7 separate regions of the Mus musculus genome follow, and all the other regions are linked to region 4. A link is a contact called in public ChIA-PET and promoter capture Hi-C data. All regions are on one chromosome and are shown on one strand. Each heading gives the region's core, a stretch centred on a gene start, on an enhancer-like site or on the middle of the called end of the contact. The rest is flanking DNA. Distances are from core to core; before and after follow the strand shown.

Region 1 (2,700 bases), core at 115-2,614, 540 kb before region 4:
GGGAAAGCTCCCTCTTTCTCTCTTCTCTGCAGGGACTTACACCTCCCAGAGCCACTTTCTTTCTGCCTCCTTCGTTTGGAAGAGGGTCTGAGGATGCTTTGATCAAGACCTGATCCATCCTTTCCAGAACTGGGGTGGGGAAAGACTGCAGGGCACTTTGAATTCCCACAGATCGCTTTTGTTTTGCAATTTGGAAGTTGGGGTATGCACGCTCCACTGTTTCCACCAAAGTTCACAACAGAGAACATAGGCAGGACCCAGCACACCATTTTTTTTTTCTTTTGTCCAACACATTCCCTGTTTGCCATAGAAAAACTGGGGCTAGCATCAAGTTCCACTCGGCTGGACATAGTCCCTTCCCTGATGTGGCCACAGTCCTTTTCACCCCTGATCTTCGTGGGTGGGCAGGAGGTCCAGCCAGTAGACCTCAGGTGTCTTGGTCTTATAAACTGGCTTTCAAAAACCCATTTTTCCCCTTGAGACTCAGGTCTGTTTTGAGAGGACATTGGCTCCGTACAAAGCTGCCCACTCTGAGTCTCTTGTTGGAAGCCTAAAGCAAACACAGAACGGGACATCTGTGGGTGTCACCCATGGGGTGGGTGGGTACGGAGGGAAGCATGGAGAAGCCGTGATAATTGCCACAGAAAGGAAAGAGAAAAAACCTGGGAAAGGCAAACCACGGGAAGTCCTGGCCCGACCCACCTTTTGCACTGGGCATCTCTCAGGTGAACAGGACAGCAGCGCCAGCTTGCGCGCGCTCAGTCCCAGCTGCTGTACACTTTCTTAGAGACAAGGTTTCTTAAGAGCTTGAGCTGCCCCGGGATGGGAAGGAGATGTCTCCATCCTCGGGTAGTCCCCAGCCCCTCCATCCTCCCGCCCCTAATAAATAAGGCATGCGGAGACTGGGGATGTGGCGCAGGTTGGTCTGGCTCCCTCCTGGGCACCCCGCCGTCGGCTGGCGAACGAACTAGGACATAGACGGCACCTGGCCTCTTGGGACCCTCCCGCCTCCGGAGCATCCCTGGGATGCAGCTGGCGCACGTCGTGGGGCGAGGACGGGGGACGATGCAGCCTAGGGTCCCGCCCTCCACCCAGTGCCCCGACGCCAGCCTCCCTTCCTACCTGCGGCCGGGGCTGCGCGGGCCGCTCCGGGCTCGGCCGCGCTTGGACGCGGGCGCCTGGGCTCCTGGGCTCGCGCAGCTCGCCTGCAACCTCTCAGCTCTCTAGGGCTCCCAGGGCCGGCGGAGGGGGCGGGGCTGTCAAGACACGCCCTCTAGGCGGGGCTTGTCCGTGCCGTCTTGCCCGCCCCTACCTTTCAGCCTCCATCTCCCACCTTTTCTGTTCCTGCTCCTCTCTCCCAGTTACCTCTGCCCTACTCTCTCTTCCCTCTTCCTTCTGCCCTGTTCCCCCTCCCTCTGCCTGCCTCCTCCTCCCTCCGCCTACCCCCTTCTCTTTCCTCCCTCTGCCCTGCTCCCCTCCTTCCTAGGCCCTGCCCGCCTTGCCTCTTCTCTCTGCCTGCTGCCTCCTCTCTTCCCCATCTCCCTCCCACCTCCTCTCTCTCTCCCAGCCCTGCTCCCTCTCCCTCTTTTCCTTGGCCTCCACCCTCCTTCAGTCTCCTGGCCTCAAAGGTCTACCTTAATTGGTCTCTTGGTTTCTCTGGCTCTGTCACATCTCTCTTGGAAGCATTGTGGCAGTGGGGTAGGACTCTTCCCTCCTCTCTACCTCTCCTGTCTGCAGCTTCCTTCTTGGGAAACAAAGTTACCACCTGAGCTACTAGGTTGGGAAAGACTGTCACTGCAGGATTGGTCTTGGAGGATGTGTGTGTGTGTGTGTGTGTGTGTGCAGCAAACCACAAACTGGAAACCCCCAGGGTTGGCTAAGGACCCTAGGTGCTCTGCTTGCAGTTCTTGAGGCGTGAGGGATTATCTAGAACACCTCTGCCCCTGGCCAGCTCCAGCTACCTCTTTCCAAGTCCAGACCTTCTGGCTCCTTCCGTGGAGGCTTTGGGGAAAGGGGCATCTCTCCCTTTTCCATGTTCCCCAAAGACGCAGAAAGAATTCATTATCTCCAATTTCAATGGCCTCCTGCTTCTATCCCAGGGTCTGGCATTCAATATCTGACTTCCCATCCTCTAATTGCATTAACCCTGGGGTCTCCAACCTCAACTTCCAAAGGCTACATAGCTTTTGACTCTTTCTCCGCACTTCCTCCCACAAGCATCTAGGCTTAGGGCCCTATGGCCTCCTGACTGGTTACCAGGTGCTGACTGTGTGTACTTCAAATGAATCTTTCTGGGGCTCCCGTGAGCCCCACACACTCTGGTCTGGGCTTAGGGACACAATGGTAGACGCACAGGCCACTGCTCTTCTTATGGGGCAAGTGAAAGAAACGGGCTTTTTCCGAAACAACCTTTCGAGAGCCCAGACTGACAAGCTCTGCCAGGGCCACCCATGAGGGTCCCAGCCTAGGTTGGGATGAGGCATAGGTCCACCCATGAAAGTGCCACTGGGGTGGGAGCTGATGCGTGGATGAAACGACAAAGCTGTCAGGGGAAATGTGGCCGTGGCTCCCAACAAGATTAGGGAAGCAGCTTTTAATCCCAGCACTTGGGAGGCAGAGGTAGGTGGATTTCTGAGATCGAGACAAGCCTGGTCTACAGAGTGAGTTCCAGGACAGCCAGGGCTACACAGAGAAACCCTA
Region 2 (2,700 bases), core at 199-2,698, 610 kb before region 4:
ATGTGGGTCTGCCCTATGTGCTGTGACTAGAGGCCAACCTTGAGTGTCCTTCCTCAGGAACCTTCCACCTTTGTTTGATACAGGGTCTCTCCCAGGCCTAGAATTTTTCCCAGTAGGTTAGGCTAGATGGATGGGAAGCTCCAAGGATCTGCTTGCTTCTGCCTCCCATCTCTCTGTCACTGGAATTAGGAGTTCTAAGCACAAGCCACCATGCCCAGCATCTTATGAGGATCCTGGGGATCTTAACTCAGGTCTTCATACTTGTGAATCAAACACTTGACAGACCCACCCATCTCCCCAACTCTGTGCTTGCTAATTTTGCATGGGCCAGAATATCATCACACAGCCAAGTTCAGTGGCTAAGGAAACAGACTGTCATTTTAAGAGGGGAGGAACTCCAAAGCTGCGTGTCAAAAGAAGCATTTTTTAAAATCTGCTTCCATGGATATACAGGTGTGTGCCTGCCTGTGTGATTGCAGCTGTGTCTATGTGTGAGCATGAATGTGCATAGGCATGAATGTGTGCACACGCATACATAACTGCTGTGTGTGCATACATGTGCTTTGTTGTATGTATGAGCAAATCCTAGAAGCTTTTCTGCTTGAGTGCCTGTAGATCTGAACCTTCCTGGGTAAGTGTCTTGTTTAATGGACCAATAAAGTGTACTGCCCTAACCCAGTGGGATTCTAGAATCTTTGGGTCTGTTAAACAAGGTTTTGTAGTCAGGAACCCAATGCAAGAACCAGCTCTGCTACCACCTGGGTGGGCAAGTGACTTCAGACCCAGCCTTCTGACCATGAGGTGGGATCACCACTTCTCAGGTTCCTTTTGAGTGTCCTAGGAAGTGACACACCAGAAGGAGGGACTCGGAGCACACAGTGCACTGGGCTGTGGTTAACTGTGAGACTGAGTGGGGGTGGCTGTGATTTCCCCCTCCTGACTCTTCTCTCTGCCCCACATGCTTGACCCCTTTCCAGAAGCTGAAACTGAAAACTGAAAGCAGCTTCACGTCTCTTAATGTGTTGTCATGGCAACCGCTGGCTCCTGCTCATGGCTCTGTCGCCCCCTCACTGTGGGGCTGGGGTGTGGAGGAGGAGACATGGACTCACCAGAAGTCTCCCTTCTTCTGAAGATGTGGGAGGTCTGGCCCTGTCCTTGTGGCAAACACCCTACTCCTCCCACTGACCTTCAGCCACAGTTCAGGGATACAGGGATGAGCTGTTCAGAGTTCTCTGGGCATCCTTAGCCGCGGTGGATTCCAGGCCTTGGCTCAGAAAGTGGAGTCAGGTCTGAGGCATCTTGGAGGGGGCAATACCTGCGCAGTTTCAAATCTCCCCTCTCCTCTCGGGCGACTAAGGAAGAGGCGCATCCCTGCAAGCACAACCACAGGTGTCTGAGGGTGCCGGAGCTGGAATAACCCAATCACAGACCTGCTGGGGCTGTAATCTGTCACTTCATTTGGTGACTCATGCCTTCACTTACTCACGGATGTGTTTGCTTATCCATTCAATTATAGACTCTTCCGTTCACATTTAAATAACCATGCCTTCCTCTAAGTACTCACTGCTCTGAGCAAACATCCATTACTACCTGAGCTCTGAGAGTCGGGGAGATAATTAAGGTATAGCCTCTGCCGCCCTGTAGGGGTTCCAGGGTGGGGTTTTCTAACTGTAACAAGAAGAGGAGGAGGAAGAGGAGGAAGAGGAGGAAGAGGAGGAGGAGGAGGAGGGAGAGGGAGGGGAGGAAGAGAAGGAAGAGGAGGAAGAGGGAGAGGGAGAATGAGAGGAGGAGGAAGAGGAGGAGGAAGAGGAGGGGGAGGGGGAGGAGGAGAAGGAGGAGGAGGGAGAGGGAGGGGAGGAAGAGGAAGAGGAAGAGGAAGAGGAAGAGGGAGAGGAAGAGGAAGAGGAAGAAGAGGAGATGCCCATGGATAGACTGGTATTTTATTCTTTACAAAAAAACCCAGTACTCTGTAAGAAAAATATTATGTACATAGTGGTACACTGTGGTCTGGGGAAATGTTCAGGTGCTAATATTCACCTCTAGGACTTGAGGGGGTCATTTTTAGGACCACAACAGACACTGCATCCATGGGTGCAGTTCCTCTCCGTGAAATGGTACAGTGCTTGCACAAAGCCCTATGAGGCCAGCAGAGCCCAGTCTCTCTGCCGAGGTGAGACCAGGGGGACTTTAGACTCAGCCACAGAGAGAGTTGAAAGTCAGCCTGGGCTATGATGACCTTGTATCAAACAAACATTTAAATAAGACAATAAGTGAGGTCCTTTTCATCTATGCTCTGGAACACCAAGGTTGCTTGCTGACTGTGACTAGGGCAGAGGCACAGGGCATCACATAGACTGGGAACATATGTATAACCCACCCATTCTCTCCTGAGTAAGCCACTGTCAGAAGTCTTTATCTAGTCCCACCCCCTGTCCTTCTGACCCCTACCTCCAACACAAGGCCATATAAGTTTCCACCCACCCTCTATACCTCACAATAGGGACTAAATCTTAACACCCGAATCCTCAGAGAACACGTTCAAATCATGTCAGCCTTGAATGTCAGGGAAGGTAAAATGTTGGGCTTCCTCACACACAGAGGTGCTCAGAGGAAGAGAGGCTGTAACTTAGCAGGAGACCTGTGGCCAGCTTGGTGTAGAGGGTGAGGAGAGGCGGGAAGGGAAGAGGCACTGGTCTCTGG
Region 3 (2,700 bases), core at 174-2,673, 690 kb after region 4:
AAATACTGTTTTGTTCAAACCTGAGCCAGACTTTCCACTGCAATATCAAAATAGATCTTTCCGCGGTCTTTGCTGATTCTGCAGGCCGACTTCAGTTTCTCTCTCACTTCCCCCGCAGCCGTTTGTTCAAAGCCAGTGGGTACAGTGGCTCCAATAGTGACTTGGAGATGCTCCGACTCACTTCTGACGCCGCTTTCTACCAGCGACACAGGCTCTTTGTTGCCATCAAGGTTCATACCCAGGCACTCTCTGGTAGCTTCTTGAGTGTCACAAGACATGATGGAGATGTTTCTAAAAGGACCAACAGTCTCTAGAGGCAATACAGGGAAGAAAAAGGGAAACAATGCCATCTCTTTTTGTATTTCAATGTACCTATCGAGTTAAAACTGTAGTATAAATAAGGGCACGGATTACAGGCAGTGAAACGTGACTAAACAAGCAATATGCAGGCTCATCAGGAGAAAAGACAAGAGTGTTTCCACTGCATGCAGTGCTTGGCTTAGGCTCATCTGTGTTGGTAAGCACCATCTTACATTTGCTAACATGAATAGAGAAGCTCCTCTGTTGCTCTTTCAGCTTAGCACTTCAGGATGTGAGGCTGTAGTGGTTCAGAGTTAAAAATTCTTGCTTCCCACACTCGCGGGTCCAGGAAGCAAGTTACTCCTGCCTAGTTTCGAACTGGAAACTAAATATATCTCTCTTTCCCAAAGACAGAAGATTTTAACGAGAACAACACAATTCTGGACTAATGATCAAAACTTTTAATGTATGGGTGAGGTATCTACTTTCCGCCATGTAGACAAGTGGGCAGTGAATTTATTAAAGATTAACTCAACTTCCACTATCTAAACAATTACAAATATCTGAAAGCCTACTATGTGGTGACGCCGAGATCCAATGACGCGCATGCTGGGGACACCTTGGAAATGTCTGAAGCTAGTAATACAGACGTCCTGTGGGAGTGTTTGTGGAGGTTGAAGGGGCTGGAGTGGTGTTACCGTGATGGAGGGCCCACACCTCCCACCAGCTTTTCAAAAGCGCCGTGGCTTAAGCTAACATCTTCCTTGTCCCTAATGCTGTGCCAACCAAGAACAGGCCACAGAGGTGAACGCGGTTCCACCGTGTCACCGTTCGCCACTGTGAACACAACTCCTACGGACAGTGTGGAGAGCAGAAGGGCTGTTCGGACCGAAGGGCAGTGGCTCTCTCACTCCCACCCTCTGCGAAGCCCAGCGAGAGTCCAGACGCTCAGCCCCAGCACCGACCTATACGAAGCCACCGCCGTCTTCCCCTGCGTCCCACCCACCCGGCCACTCCCAGCCGCGGCCAGTTACCGGCAGCAAGCACAGACCCTTCCGGTCTCCGCACCGCGAGCACGCCGCCGGAAGCCGAGGTGCCAGCCCGGAAACGGAAGTCAGGCCTCGGAGGGCACGGTGCTCCCACGCTCCGGGGTAGGCGGGGGAGTGTGCGCGGAGAGCTGTGCGCAGTTGGGTGCACTCTGACCCGGAAGAGGAAGAACGGCCGGTAGGCCGGTCACCTGCCCGGAGGGAACCACTGCGGAGGGCGCTCTCCTAGCGAGCGGATGCTCGGTTGTTCTACTTCCTCTGCCCTCAGTGTCGAGCACTGGGGTGAGACTGGGACTTGATTCCAGTCTTAAAGCCAGAGAAACCGAGGCTAAAGAGATTCTTCTCCCCCATTCCCGTCTTGCACAACACTCTTTACTTGGAATTTCTTTTTGAGATTGGAGTCTCACTATGTAGCCCTGACTGGCCTGCTCGTTTTGTCGATCGTTCTGTCCTGGAAATCACAGATATCCGCTGTCTCTGCCTCCGGGATGCTAGGACTACAGGTGTGCGCCACCATACCCGGCTTGGATTCTGCAGGGACCGGCAAGCTGTGCTGTAACTAGAGTATAGCCCCTAGCCTAGCCTGCGGTTTTCAGATCATGTTTCTCTATATATGCCAAAGGTTACATTTCCTATATTTTAGTTACATGTATTTCCTGTGTGTGTGGAGGGAGCTTGTGTGCCACACCTGAGGTCAGAGGACAACTTGGCAGAAGTTGCTTCTCTTCCACCACGTGGGTTCCAGTGATCCAGCTCAGCTAATCAGGATGGGTAGCAAGAGCCTTTACCCTCTAAGACGTCTCACCAGCCCCAAATGTAACATTTTAAAAGAGGAAACTTAGAACTCAACAGAAAGAGACAGCCGGATTTTGGGGGGGGGGGGGGAGCGATGGTGGAGAGATGGCTCAGTGATTAAGGCTTGCTTTTCCAGAGAATTCAAATTTGGTACCCAGCACCCACCCACCTCTGGCCGCTCTCAATACCTGTAACTTCAGGGGCTCTGACAGCCAAGTCTGGCTCCAAGGGCATTATGACACTGCATTGCAATCTCTCTCTCTGCCTCTCCCCTCATCCTCACCAATAAATAAATAAATAAATAATAAAAATTGTTTAAAGTTTCAGTGGTGGCAGCAGCAGCTGAGGCATGGAGCCACACTGTCCTTGTCAGCACGGACAATGAGAAAGGTAAAAACCGGATCCTTGCCTTGGATGCATCAAAGAGTTTAGGAGCAGCCAGTATCGTAGAAAGCGGCGTTGTAGTTTAGTAAAAAATAAAAAAGGGGTCTGACAAACGGCCCAGCATGTAAAAGGTGTCTGCCATCAAGCCTGGCCATCTGCATTCTATCCCCAGGAC
Region 4 (2,700 bases), core at 96-2,595:
ACTGTGGTGGTGATAGTGACAGCCAGGGGTGAGGGCGGTGTCATGATATAAGGCTGCCACTCTCCAGGCCCCTCTCCAAAAAGCCTTCACACTCCTTGAGTCTTGGCATCTTGCTGGTAGCTATCTTCAGCCAAGGTATTCAATCCCAGTTTCAACATACGACCAGAAAGATTTTTTTTTTCAAGACAGGGTTTCTCTGTAGAGCCCTGGCTGTCCTGGAACTCACTCTGTAGACCAGGCTGGCCTTCAATTCAGAAATCTGCCTGCTTCTGCCTCCCAAGTGCTGGGATTAAAGGCATGCGCCACCACTGCCCAGCAAAGGATTTAGCTAATGGGAGTGGAGGTTCTACTCTGGGCCACTTGGCTTCTAAGTGTGGTGGGGAAATGTGACCACGTGCATCTGAGGAGCTGCCCTGGGGCTCTGTGTTCCCCTTTCAGTGCTGTGTAAGCACCAAAGCTAAAAACAAGAGTTTGGGGAGGTTCCAGTTGTTCTCCCTTGAAACAGTCAGACTCCCAGGGACTTGAGACTCTCTGCTTGCCATCCCTTAAGAAAGCTGGTGCATTTTTGTATACTATCATATCAACTAACAATGAAGCTTTGACTTCTTCCGTTTCAATTTGTATCCCCTTGATCTCATTTAATTGTCTTTTTGTTCTAGGTAGAACTTCAAGTACTATGTTGAATAGATAGTGAGAGAGTGGTCAGCCTTGTCTTGTCCCTGAATTTAGTGGAATTGCTTTATCCATCAACGTAATTTACCATATAAACAAACTGAAAAAAGCCCACATGATCATCTCATTAGATGATGAAAAAGCCCTTAACAATATCCAATACCCCTTCATGTTAAAAGTCTTAAAGGGATTATGGATACAAGGACCATACCTAAACATAATAAGGCAATATACAGCAAGCCAATAGTCAACATCAAATTAAATGGAAAGAAACTTAAGCAAGACCTAACAAAGCACTAGCCCAGTCTACTTGAGAAATTAACCTCTACGATGGTCATGATAAGCCAGTGGGACCCGGAACCCGCAGAAAAGGAGAGTGAAGCTATAATGACTAGTCATTTTATGTATGCATCTCAGGAACCAGAAAAAACTTAGTCTAAATAAAAAACCTGCTAGCGACGGCTTCAAATCATAAAATCCCTGGATTAGGGTCGCCACAGCAACCAGAGCCCAACAGTAGCCAAGATAAAGGCAGAACTGCAGGAGGGCGGGGCCGAGGATCCAGAAGACGCGGAACCTTTGTGTGAGTCGAGTGTGTTGCTGACCGGAAGATCCTGGGTGACAGCCTGCCGGCTGCGGGCCGGCACCGGAAGTGAAGCGTTTTGAGCTGCCACGTCCGAGGCCGTGGGTCGCCGCTGCTGCAGCTATGGTAAGTGTCGCGATCCCTGCGATAGTCGTGGCTTTGAGACAGACCACCTCTACGTCCTCAAAGTTTGCTTGTCCTGCCTCTCTCTGGGTCTCGGAGCGGGAATTTAAGGCAAGGCCACTGGGCCTTCCGGAACTCATAGGCCCGGGCTGCGAGCCCACCTCCTGCCCGTCTCGTGTCTTGTCCTCCAGAATTGGAAAAACAGCCAAAGCTATCATAGGATCTACTGCCTGACAAGCCCTTAGTGCGTTCCCACGATCGCTCACATCCTCTGCCTGCGCGTAGCCTGCGGAGCAGATGCTACTATCATCAACACTTGGGCTAGGCAGTGGCAAGCTAAGATCCAAATTCTCCTCATCATTCGCCCTGCCACCCACTACCTCAGCAAAGGAGGTGGAGGGATCAGTTGCTTGGACACAGGACTCCCATGTGTGATGGTCCCTTCGGGAAACTGATGACAGGCCTAGCTGAGTGACTCCAGGGCATCGTCTCAGCTTTTTATTTCTGTTTCTTATTTTTGAATTTACATGGCCTCTGTGGTATGTCTTTCACCGCACCCCACTCCGTATAATACTAAGGGAATGAAACTCTGGAAGTCTTAGACCCTGGTTGGCGCAGCGGTGCAAGGAGCTGCCTCCTTCTGTTGGCCTTTGGCTCTTTTGTTGCCAAGTTGGAGACTCATACACAGGTTCATTCTAAGTTTGTACCTGGTGTGATTCTGATGAGCTGAACTGTTTTGAGTGCAGCTTCTTACTGTGTTCCAGCAAGCGCATAAGTGTCCTTATAAGATGCTCCGGAGGACTGCTCCAAGAGCTTTAAAATACATAGCATCCCAAAGTGTGGATCATAACCCATGGCTGCTGGTTAAGAATGGTCATAAGGATGCCAGCTTTCCAAAGTCCTGTGGGTCACCAATAGAAAATTACTTTTCCTTGAGCCAGTTGGGATTGTGGGGAATTCTTGGTCACATCACCCACCTTATATTGGTGTGTGTTGGGGGAGGGGGTTAGAGGATTAGTAGATAAGATTGTTGCCAGCAGTGTGGTTTTGGTAAGGGTGTTTTCTTCACTGCCACCTTAAATTGATTAGTTTTTCTGTTGACTATAATTGATTGCTCCTGGTGCCTCTCCAATGCTCACGGGAAAATGTCATTGTCTCCAGGCAGGTGCTGCTCCTCTTTCTCTAATCTTTGCCGACACTTTTCAGAGCATTTAAGATTCTCAAGGAAACACACTTACTTATTCAGTGTGTGCCTTCTGAATGCCTTGCCGCCGTACTCTCCCAGGGTCTACCTTTCTGAAAAAATAGCCCAGGCTGTTGGA
Region 5 (2,700 bases), core at 113-2,612, 660 kb before region 4:
GCCTCTTGAGTCTCACTGATAATTTAAGATACAGGCAAGATTGGTTGGTACTCAATCCACTCCACCACGGACCAGCTGGGCAACTCTAAGCAATCTATTGAACCTCTCTGAGTGTCCACCTATCGCTCAATAACGGTACCTTGCATGGCTGCTGTATAAACTATGTTAATCCATAACCATCTCATAACCATGGGGGGGGGGGCTCTTTCTCTGTCTCCAAGGATTGCCGGTGGCCTTCAGGCCCCCAAGAGTGTCGGATCTCCACCTACTCTCTCCTTTTTGTTCCAGTAACACACTTCACCCCTGGTTCAGGGTCCTGCCCTTCCTCCTCCCCACCCCCCACCCCCCAATAACAGAACGCGCTCTCAGAGCAGTCAGCCTGGGGATCTTCCAGTTCCCTCAGCTCCATTCCGTCTGGAGGTGGGAGCCCCCTGTCGGAGGAGAGCCACCCTGCCTGGAGCAACCCTGTGTCTCCATCGCCCAGGCTAGCAAGCGCCTCAAAGGTGGCTTCTGTAAAGATCAGTTGTGCTCTGATTCAAGACTCTAACTTTCAGAGCAACACGGCGTAAATTGCAGAATTTGGTATCCCCTAACGCTCTCTGGGAAAAGGCAGCCCTCAAGGATCTTCTCTGCCATCAGAACACACCCTGGCCACAGTATCAAGTCTTCTGGCTCGGCCAGGAAACGACGATAAAGCCGGCTAGGAAAGGAGGGAGCGCTGGCTCAGACGCTTCTCATACCCAGACACCTGGTTTGGGTTCCACCTAGCTAAGAAGCTTGGATTCATCCAATTCAGTCTCAAGGCTGTTCTCTAAGAGACAACTTTCCCTCCCCAAGCCTCAGTTTCCTCCTCTGTAAAGTGGGTATACTAGTAGTACCTGGGTCCCGGAGATTCAGAAGGATTTGAGATAGTGGATGTCCGGAGCTTGGCACGGAGATCGCACCTCAACCCAGAGTCTGCGTCCACGGTTAGCATCAAAGCCAAACCCTGAGGAATCTCGGGGAGCCGTTGAGGAGGCCCCCTGGCCCAGAAATCGGAGGCGGACTCTAACCGGTGAGCCCGGCCCCAGCTCCGGGAAGCCACAGGTGTTTGTGCTTACGGGCATAGCAGCCACAGCTCCGATACCCTGCCCAGGCCGCTAGAGCATCCGGCGCGCCCACCTCGTGCGGCCACCTGCGGGATGTCCCCACCGCCCTGCGGGGGCGCGGAACTCAGAGCTGGGCGTGCGCGCATCCTTGCCCTCCTCCCGCCGCCCGCCACCGGGTTCCCGCCCCTGCCCGCGCTGCGCTCCGACTCACCCGCGCCAGCTCCGGGGAAAGTTTGGCGGCGGCGGCCAGACTGCTCGGTGCGGTGGCGGAGGCGGCCGCGGGGGTGGCGGGAGCACGCGGAGGCGGCCTCGGGGGAGGAGCCGCTGAGAGGCCCGCCCACCAGCAGCCCCAGGGCACCCTCCCCCGCCCATCTTCTACCGCCGCGCCCCGCATCTGTGGCGGAGCCCTGAGCTTGGCAAGAAGCCAAGGATGGATCGGAAGCCTGGCGACAGCCCTCCGACACTGCCACCGCATGCTAACCCGGGGACACGCAGAGCCACAGACCAGACCTCAGATAAGGAGGAGCTGACAGGATTCTTCGCAAATTCAACCGCAGGTGGACCAAGGGACTAGTTGGGTTTTTGTTTTGTTTTGTTTTGTTTTGTTTGGGTTTTGTTTTGGTTTTTTGTTTTTTAAATTAGTGACACTGATTGATCCGGATCACCAAGACTCGGGAGGTTTAGAACCGCACAACCACTGTTTCTCTAGATCCTGAAGAATGAATGCGCTCTCGCCCTCTCCCTCCCTCTTTCCCTCCTTCCCTCCTGTCCTCATCCTGCAAGTGCTATGCTGAAACTCAGGGCCTTGCGCTGAGCTATCCCGACCTTGTTCAACTCTCACTGTACCATTACACTTAGGAACCTGTGCCGGCTAAGAGGAGAAGGCGAGAGTGTGTTTTTGTGTGTGTGTGTGTGTGTGTGTGTGTGTGTGTGTGTGTGTTGGGGAAACTTAAGGAACTGTTTTTTTGTTTTTTGGGTTTTGTTTTTCTGAGCTAGGAGAGGGCGTTTCTCCTTCTTTGCTAGGGAAAACCCTTTTAACATTCAATTGTGGCTTCAGATGGCAACAGTCAGGGAAGGGAGAACAACTGAGGAAGGGAAGTGGCTCCTCTTTGCTATGACACCGTGCCCCCTAGAAGGGGCTCATCCTCCCGCAGTGGTATGTAGTTGTGGGAATGCAGGCCCAGCCCTGTGTGGCTCAGTTCCAGACTTGTATGGATGTCTTAGTCCCCTCCTCGTAGCCCTGATTTAAATCTCAAACTACACCAGAAAAAAGAAGCAGTCATCAGCCCTATTTATAGATGATGGGCAGGTTTTGTAGCTTCTACCATGTCCTCACCGAGAACTGCACTTCTAGCCTACCCAGCCCAAGTCCAAAGGCCAAAGTTTTTAACACAGAGGGGCGGAGGACAAGTTAATGATGTCTTTTACACAAAGGGCTTACTTGGTAAGCACCTCGATATAGCCCTTGACCTTGAGCCTGTCTGTGCCTGCCTGGAAGGTGGGACTCCAGACTCATTTGAAATGCCCTTAGGAACCCAGGCAACAGGTGGCTGAATTCAGGTCAGCTGGCAGACCTGGGTGCCAACCCTGCCAGACCCTGACCCTCTTTGAC
Region 6 (2,700 bases), core at 73-2,572, 660 kb after region 4:
CTCCTGGAACCTCCTCCATCTGGATCCTCCCCAATCAAAAGTATAGGTATTTAACATATAAGCAAGGAAGTAATGTAAACATGACCTTGGTCACAAATATGTCATCTAAAAACAATTTAGTCAAGGTATGGAGGAAATTCGAGAACCTGAATCTTTTTAAGTATTTTGAGCACAGGAACAATTGGCAAAAGGAATCCAGGTATAGACAAAACCCAGAGCCCAGAGCTCTGGGCGAAAAATGAGTTGCTGGTGAAGACGTTACACAAGTAACATGAGAAAGCAGAAAATGCAGGTCATCCACGCACCCCTGACCCAGGCCAGCAGGGCGGGCTGCAGCATCAGTACACAGGAGAAAGATCCTTATTCCTAAGAATGAGAAAGGCAAAGGCGCCCGATAGAATAAATTAGCATAGAAGGGGCTTTCCCAGGAGTTAAAACTTTCCTTCTGAGCGATTACCTACTAAAACCAGGGCTTTTGCCCACTACCATTTACCTAGGATCTTGGCTTGCACGGATTCATAGGGGCATATCCCTCCCCCTCTTCTTTAGAGTCGTTCTTAAAAGATCGCTCTCCACGCCCTAGGCAGGGAAAACGACAAAATCTGGCTCAATTCCAGGCTAGAACCCTACAAATTCAACAGGGATATCGCAAGGATACTGGGGCATACGCCACAGGGAGTCCAAGAATGTGAGGTGGGGGTGGCGAAGGTAATGTCTTTGGTGTGGGAAAAGCAGCAGCCATCTGAGATAGGAACTGGAAAACCAGAGGAGAGGCGTTCAGGAAGATTATGGAGGGGAGGACTGGGCCCCCACGAGCGACCAGAGTTGTCACAAGGCCGCAAGAACAGGGGAGGTGGGGGGCTCAGGGACAGAAAAAAAAGTATGTGTATTTTGAGAGCAGGGTTGGGAGGCCTCTCCTGAAAAGGGTATAAACGTGGAGTAGGCAATACCCAGGCAAAAAGGGGAGACCAGAGTAGGGGGAGGGGAAGAGTCCTGACCCAGGGAAGACATTAAAAAGGTAGTGGGGTCGACTAGATGAAGGAGAGCCTTTCTCTCTGGGCAAGAGCGGTGCAATGGTGTGTAAAGGTAGCTGAGAAGACGAAAAGGGCAAGCATCTTCCTGCTACCAGGCTGGGGAGGCCCAGGCCCACGACCCCGAGGAGAGGGAACGCAGGGAGACTGAGGTGACCCTTCTTTCCCCCGGGGCCCGGTCGTGTGGTTCGGTGTCTCTTTTCTGTTGGACCCTTACCTTGACCCAGGCGCTGCCGGGGCCTGGGCCCGGGCTGCGGCGCACGGCACTCCCGGGAGGCAGCGAGACTCGAGTTAGGCCCAACGCGGCGCCACGGCGTTTCCTGGCCGGGAATGGCCCGTACCCGTGAGGTGGGGGTGGGGGGCAGAAAAGGCGGAGCGAGCCCGAGGCGGGGAGGGGGAGGGCCAGGGGCGGAGGGGGCCGGCACTACTGTGTTGGCGGACTGGCGGGACTAGGGCTGCGTGAGTCTCTGAGCGCAGGCGGGCGGCGGCCGCCCCTCCCCCGGCGGCGGCAGCGGCGGCAGCGGCGGCAGCTCACTCAGCCCGCTGCCCGAGCGGAAACGCCACTGACCGCACGGGGATTCCCAGTGCCGGCGCCAGGGGCACGCGGGACACGCCCCCTCCCGCCGCGCCATTGGCCTCTCCGCCCACCGCCCCACACTTATTGGCCGGTGCGCCGCCAATCAGCGGAGGCTGCCGGGGCCGCCTAAAGAAGAGGCTGTGCTTTGGGGCTCCGGCTCCTCAGAGAGCCTCGGCTAGGTAGGGGATCGGGACTCTGGCGGGAGGGCGGCTTGGTGCGTTTGCGGGGATGGGCGGCCGCGGCAGGCCCTCCGAGCGTGGTGGAGCCGTTCTGTGAGACAGCCGGGTACGAGTCGTGACGCTGGAAGGGGCAAGCGGGTGGTGGGCAGGAATGCGGTCCGCCCTGCAGCAACCGGAGGGGGAGGGAGAAGGGAGCGGAAAAGTCTCCACCGGACGCGGCCATGGCTCGGGGGGGGGGGGGCAGCGGAGGAGCGCTTCCGGCCGACGTCTCGTCGCTGATTGGCTTCTTTTCCTCCCGCCGTGTGTGAAAACACAAATGGCGTGTTTTGGTTGGCGTAAGGCGCCTGTCAGTTAACGGCAGCCGGAGTGCGCAGCCGCCGGCAGCCTCGCTCTGCCCACTGGGTGGGGCGGGAGGTAGGTGGGGTGAGGCGAGCTGGACGTGCGGGCGCGGTCGGCCTCTGGCGGGGCGGGGGAGGGGAGGGAGGGTCAGCGAAAGTAGCTCGCGCGCGAGCGGCCGCCCACCCTCCCCTTCCTCTGGGGGAGTCGTTTTACCCGCCGCCGGCCGGGCCTCGTCGTCTGATTGGCTCTCGGGGCCCAGAAAACTGGCCCTTGCCATTGGCTCGTGTTCGTGCAAGTTGAGTCCATCCGCCGGCCAGCGGGGGCGGCGAGGAGGCGCTCCCAGGTTCCGGCCCTCCCCTCGGCCCCGCGCCGCAGAGTCTGGCCGCGCGCCCCTGCGCAACGTGGCAGGAAGCGCGCGCTGGGGGCGGGGACGGGCAGTAGGGCTGAGCGGCTGCGGGGCGGGTGCAAGCACGTTTCCGACTTGAGTTGCCTCAAGAGGGGCGTGCTGAGCCAGACCTCCATCGCGCACTCCGGGGAGTGGAGGGAAGGAGCGAGGGCTCAGTTGGGCTGTTTT
Region 7 (2,700 bases), core at 25-2,524, 900 kb before region 4:
ATATGGGAGTGAAGCTCTGAGGTGATGATAGAGTATTTGCTGTCAATATGACTCCAAAGTCTCTTTTTTTTTCCCCAGGAACCACTTTCCATTTGTTTACCCCTGTTTCCCCCCTGTATAAGCTATAAGGCACACACACACACACACACACACACACACACACACACACACACACCGTCTTGTAATTTATCCATTAGAAATAGGAAACCCTGGATGTAAAAAAAAAAAAAAAATCAATAAATAGTCCATGATATTATGATGCCCAGCATGCAGGAACACATCAGAAAAACAGGCGTAGTGGTACACACCTGTAATCCCAGGACTCAAGGAGGTGGAAGTAGAAATATAAAAACTCAAAGGCCGGCCTCTGCTTCACTGAGTGTTCAAAGACAGCATGGGGTGCATGGCATTCAGTCTTAAAAAAATAAATTAATTTATACTGGAAAGCTGACTCGACTCAGTGCTTACAAAGACCTGGGTAGGGTTTCCAGCACCCATATCAGGCACAGCTTGCCTGGAGCTCCACTTCTGCTGGGGTCCGCCATGTCTTGTCTCTGGAGGCATGAGACCACACACGCATACACGCACTCAAAGTTACAAATAATTTTAAAGAATTAAATAAAATTGCAGACGCAGGTTGATTCGGTCTCATCTCAAATTCAATTTGGCATGTGCTGGTAATTGAACCCAGGACCCTGGAACGCTGAAGAACCGCTCTGGGACTTAACTACATCCCACACCCGTTTTCCAGTTTGCAAAAGGGTTTGTGTCCGATTGCCTAGGCTGGTTCTAAATAGCAGTTCTCTTGGCTCAGGTTCCCTGCGGCTGGGGTCACCTCTCTCCGCGACCATGCCTGGCTCAGAAACTTTCTGACAAGTGCATTTGCCTCACCAGGCTGATTTCCTATAAAGTACTAATTTGTAATCTCTGGGTCCTTTAAGGGGATGCAGAACCTCTAGTAGAAAAGATTTAATTATGTCCTCCTCATAAGTAACAAGATCAAGTCCCTTCACAGTCCGGGGACACAAGCTTACTCCGTGGCCGGTCCACACACGCCAAAGGCAGCACTTCACAGAATGAGCAACCAGAGGCGCCTCCCGACCCGGAGATCGCAACACTCTCTGCCGGAGTACGAGGGGACCGAGTATAGACAGGTGAAGAATATTCCAGACCAGCCCAAAACTGGCTTCAGCTTTCCTAAGTGAACCCCGCCAGCCCCGGCAGCTGCTCCGCAACCACGGCTTACTTACCGCCGCTCAACTTCCGGCAACCACAGCCCCAGCCGCGCCGCGCGGCCCAATGACGTAATAACCCAGCCCACACAAACGCGGAAGCGCGGCGCGCATGCGCACTACAACAACAACGACAAAAAGGGTCCCCACAACCGCAATAACGGGGCGAAACTAAGGCTAACCTGTAAGCCTTTTGGGGCTTGTAAGGAAGATTACATTTTCCTGCGAGTGACTCTACAGTACTACGGAATTATTATCAAATTCCCAGGGTAGTACTAGAGTACAGGTGTTGAAACAAGGTTTATTTTTATTTTTTGCATTTTTAATTTTTTAAAAAGGTTATGTCCTCCTCATATTTACACTACATAGCCATGGCTGTTCTGGACCTGTATACATATACATCAGTCTAGTCTCGAACTAACAGAGATTGCTTACCTTTGCTTTGCCCCAGTGCTGGGATTAAAAGCTTGCCCAACCAAATATAACTCTGGAAAACCAAATAGAATCTAAAATATCCACCAAGCTACTGCAGCCAGCAACTTCAGTGACTATAAAATCACTTCTTAAGAACCTAATATGGGCCAGACGGTGTGGGATATGTCTTAAATTCCAGCATTTGGGCTGGGCGTGGTGGCACAAGATTTTAATCCCAGCCCTCAGGAGGCAGAGGCAGGCAGATTTCTGAGTTCAAGGCCAGCCTGGTCTACAAAGTGAGTTCCAGGACAGCCAGAGTTATACAGAGAAACCCTGTCTCGAAAAACAAAACAAAACAAAACAAAACAAAAAATCCAGCATTTGGGAGGCAGAGGTAGGTGGATCTGTGAGTAGTGAGTTCTGGGACAGCCAGGGCTACACTATCTCAAACAAAACAAACAAACAAATAAAACGAACAAAAAACTTACTACTGGGAAAACATTTTTTTTTTTGACAGGATAATGAACATAATGAAATGCTCTAGCCTGGGGAGTCTTGCACATGAGTGACTTCCTTAGCGACAAGAGTGTACTTGACTTGATTTAGTTCTATAGTCCAGGATGATCAGAGCTCAAGGCAAGCATCCTGATACCGCATCACCATTGCTGAGATGGCAGTCCACGGACACCTTTCCTGGCACACAGTGCCTTTGGAGTGCCTCTAGGGATTCATCATAATATCTTGGACTATTTATTGATTTTTTTTTACATTAAGGGTTTCCTATTTCTAATGGATAAATTACAAGGTGGTGTGTGTGTGTGTGTGTGTGTGTGTGTGTGTGTGTGTGTGTGTGTGCCTTATAGCTTATACGGGGGGGGGGGCAGAGTAAACAAATGGAAAGTGGTTCCTGGAAAAAAGAAAGAGAGACAGACAGAGAGAGAGAGAGACAGACACTTTGGAGTCAGAGTGACAGGAAATAATCTTAGACTCTGAAAAATAAGAAAAAAAACCCCACAAAATGAGCGTTAGGAAGAAGGCATGAAGTTGGGGAACA

The links. Promoter capture Hi-C pulls out the DNA fragments that hold promoters and counts their contacts. ChIA-PET counts read pairs in DNA pulled down with a chosen protein or histone mark. Capture Hi-C pulls out chosen DNA fragments and counts their contacts.
Region 1: a contact with region 4 is called in a promoter capture Hi-C map of hippocampal neurons, with 6 times the contacts expected there. The contact joins the promoter of Slc6a1 here to the promoter of Sec13 in region 4. A contact is called at or near these places in 12 of 39 promoter capture datasets (the 3T3-L1 cell line, cranial neural crest, embryonic stem cells and 5 more), 5 of 115 datasets of contacts at active chromatin or transcription factors (SST interneurons, embryonic stem cells, neural tube and 1 more) and 1 of 9 other capture datasets (embryonic stem cells).
Region 2: a promoter capture Hi-C map of hippocampal neurons shows a contact between it and region 4, with 4 times the contacts expected there. The contact joins the enhancer-like site here to the promoter of Sec13 in region 4. A contact is called at or near these places in 1 of 39 promoter capture datasets (hippocampal neurons), 5 of 484 Hi-C or Micro-C datasets (adipose-derived mesenchymal stem cells, cardiomyocytes, cerebellum and 2 more) and 6 of 115 datasets of contacts at active chromatin or transcription factors (astrocytes, bone marrow-derived macrophages, embryonic basal ganglia and 3 more).
Region 3: a contact with region 4 is called in a promoter capture Hi-C map of pre-B cells, with 11 times the contacts expected there. The contact joins the promoter of Thumpd3 here to the promoter of Sec13 in region 4. A contact is called at or near these places in 4 of 39 promoter capture datasets (erythroid cells, hematopoietic stem and progenitor cells, hippocampal neurons and 1 more), 9 of 484 Hi-C or Micro-C datasets (CD4 T cells, CD8 T cells, embryonic stem cells and 4 more), 7 of 115 datasets of contacts at active chromatin or transcription factors (T-cell acute lymphoblastic leukemia, double positive thymocytes, effector CD8 T cells and 4 more) and 2 of 9 other capture datasets (adipose tissue and liver).
Region 5: a promoter capture Hi-C map of stem cell-derived epiblast-like cells shows a contact between it and region 4, with 5 times the contacts expected there. The contact joins the promoter of Hrh1 here to the promoter of Sec13 in region 4. A contact is called at or near these places in 12 of 39 promoter capture datasets (the 3T3-L1 cell line, 3T3-L1-derived adipocytes, cranial neural crest and 5 more), 5 of 115 datasets of contacts at active chromatin or transcription factors (bone marrow-derived macrophages, embryonic stem cells, pancreatic cancer cells and 1 more) and 1 of 9 other capture datasets (embryonic stem cells).
Region 6: a contact with region 4 is called in an RNA polymerase II ChIA-PET map of memory CD8 T cells, with 64 read pairs. The contact joins the promoter of Setd5 here to the promoter of Sec13 in region 4. A contact is called at or near these places in 2 of 39 promoter capture datasets (liver and pre-B cells), 2 of 115 datasets of contacts at active chromatin or transcription factors (double positive thymocytes and memory CD8 T cells) and 1 of 9 other capture datasets (adipose tissue).
Region 7: a contact with region 4 is called in a promoter capture Hi-C map of adipose tissue, with 6 times the contacts expected there. The contact joins the promoter of Atg7 here to the promoter of Sec13 in region 4. A contact is called at or near these places in 5 of 39 promoter capture datasets (cranial neural crest, hippocampal neurons, liver and 1 more), 3 of 115 datasets of contacts at active chromatin or transcription factors (bone marrow-derived macrophages, extraembryonic endoderm stem cells and large pre-B cells) and 2 of 9 other capture datasets (adipose tissue and pancreatic islet).

What each region holds. Positions count from the first base shown.
Region 1 is chr6:114,281,299-114,283,998 of GRCm38.p6, reverse strand. It overlaps Slc6a1 (solute carrier family 6 (neurotransmitter transporter, GABA), member 1), which reads right to left and starts at 1,364. Exons shown (of 16, transcript NM_178703.4): 1 at 1,123-1,364.
Region 2 is chr6:114,346,734-114,349,433 of GRCm38.p6, reverse strand. No RefSeq gene overlaps it. Among named protein-coding and RNA genes, the nearest start is that of Gm38875, 50 kb to the left of the region's middle. Within about 2 kb of position 1,448, at least 43 of the 459 cell types and tissues checked have an H3K27ac peak or open chromatin away from gene starts, as enhancers often do. A contact at or near this core is called in hippocampal neurons, pancreatic cancer cells and stem cell-derived neurons, where this site is marked.
Region 3 is chr6:113,045,025-113,047,724 of GRCm38.p6, reverse strand. It overlaps Thumpd3 (THUMP domain containing 3), which reads right to left and starts at 1,423. Exons shown (of 10, transcript NM_008188.3): 1 at 1,335-1,423; 2 at 21-310. The coding sequence starts at 278. Gm43868 (predicted gene, 43868) reads left to right here and starts at 1,554. Exons shown (of 1, transcript NR_164179.1): 1 at 1,554-2,700.
Region 4 is chr6:113,739,326-113,742,025 of GRCm38.p6, reverse strand. Sec13 (SEC13 homolog, nuclear pore and COPII coat complex component) reads left to right here and starts at 1,345. Exons shown (of 9, transcript NM_024206.4): 1 at 1,345-1,381. The coding sequence starts at 1,379.
Region 5 is chr6:114,396,598-114,399,297 of GRCm38.p6, reverse strand. It overlaps Hrh1 (histamine receptor H1), which reads right to left and starts at 1,362. Exons shown (of 2, transcript NM_001317125.1): 1 at 1,300-1,362. It overlaps Gm38875 (a long non-coding RNA gene), which reads left to right and starts at 1,547. Exons shown (of 3, transcript XR_869365.2): 1 at 1,547-1,645.
Region 6 is chr6:113,076,261-113,078,960 of GRCm38.p6, reverse strand. Setd5 (SET domain containing 5) reads right to left here and starts at 1,322. Exons shown (of 22, transcript NM_028385.1): 1 at 1,249-1,322. Gt(ROSA)26Sor (gene trap ROSA 26, Philippe Soriano) reads left to right here and starts at 1,717. Exons shown (of 3, transcript NR_027010.1): 1 at 1,717-1,787.
Region 7 is chr6:114,641,701-114,644,400 of GRCm38.p6, reverse strand. It overlaps Atg7 (autophagy related 7), which reads right to left and starts at 1,274. Exons shown (of 19, transcript NM_028835.5): 1 at 1,251-1,274.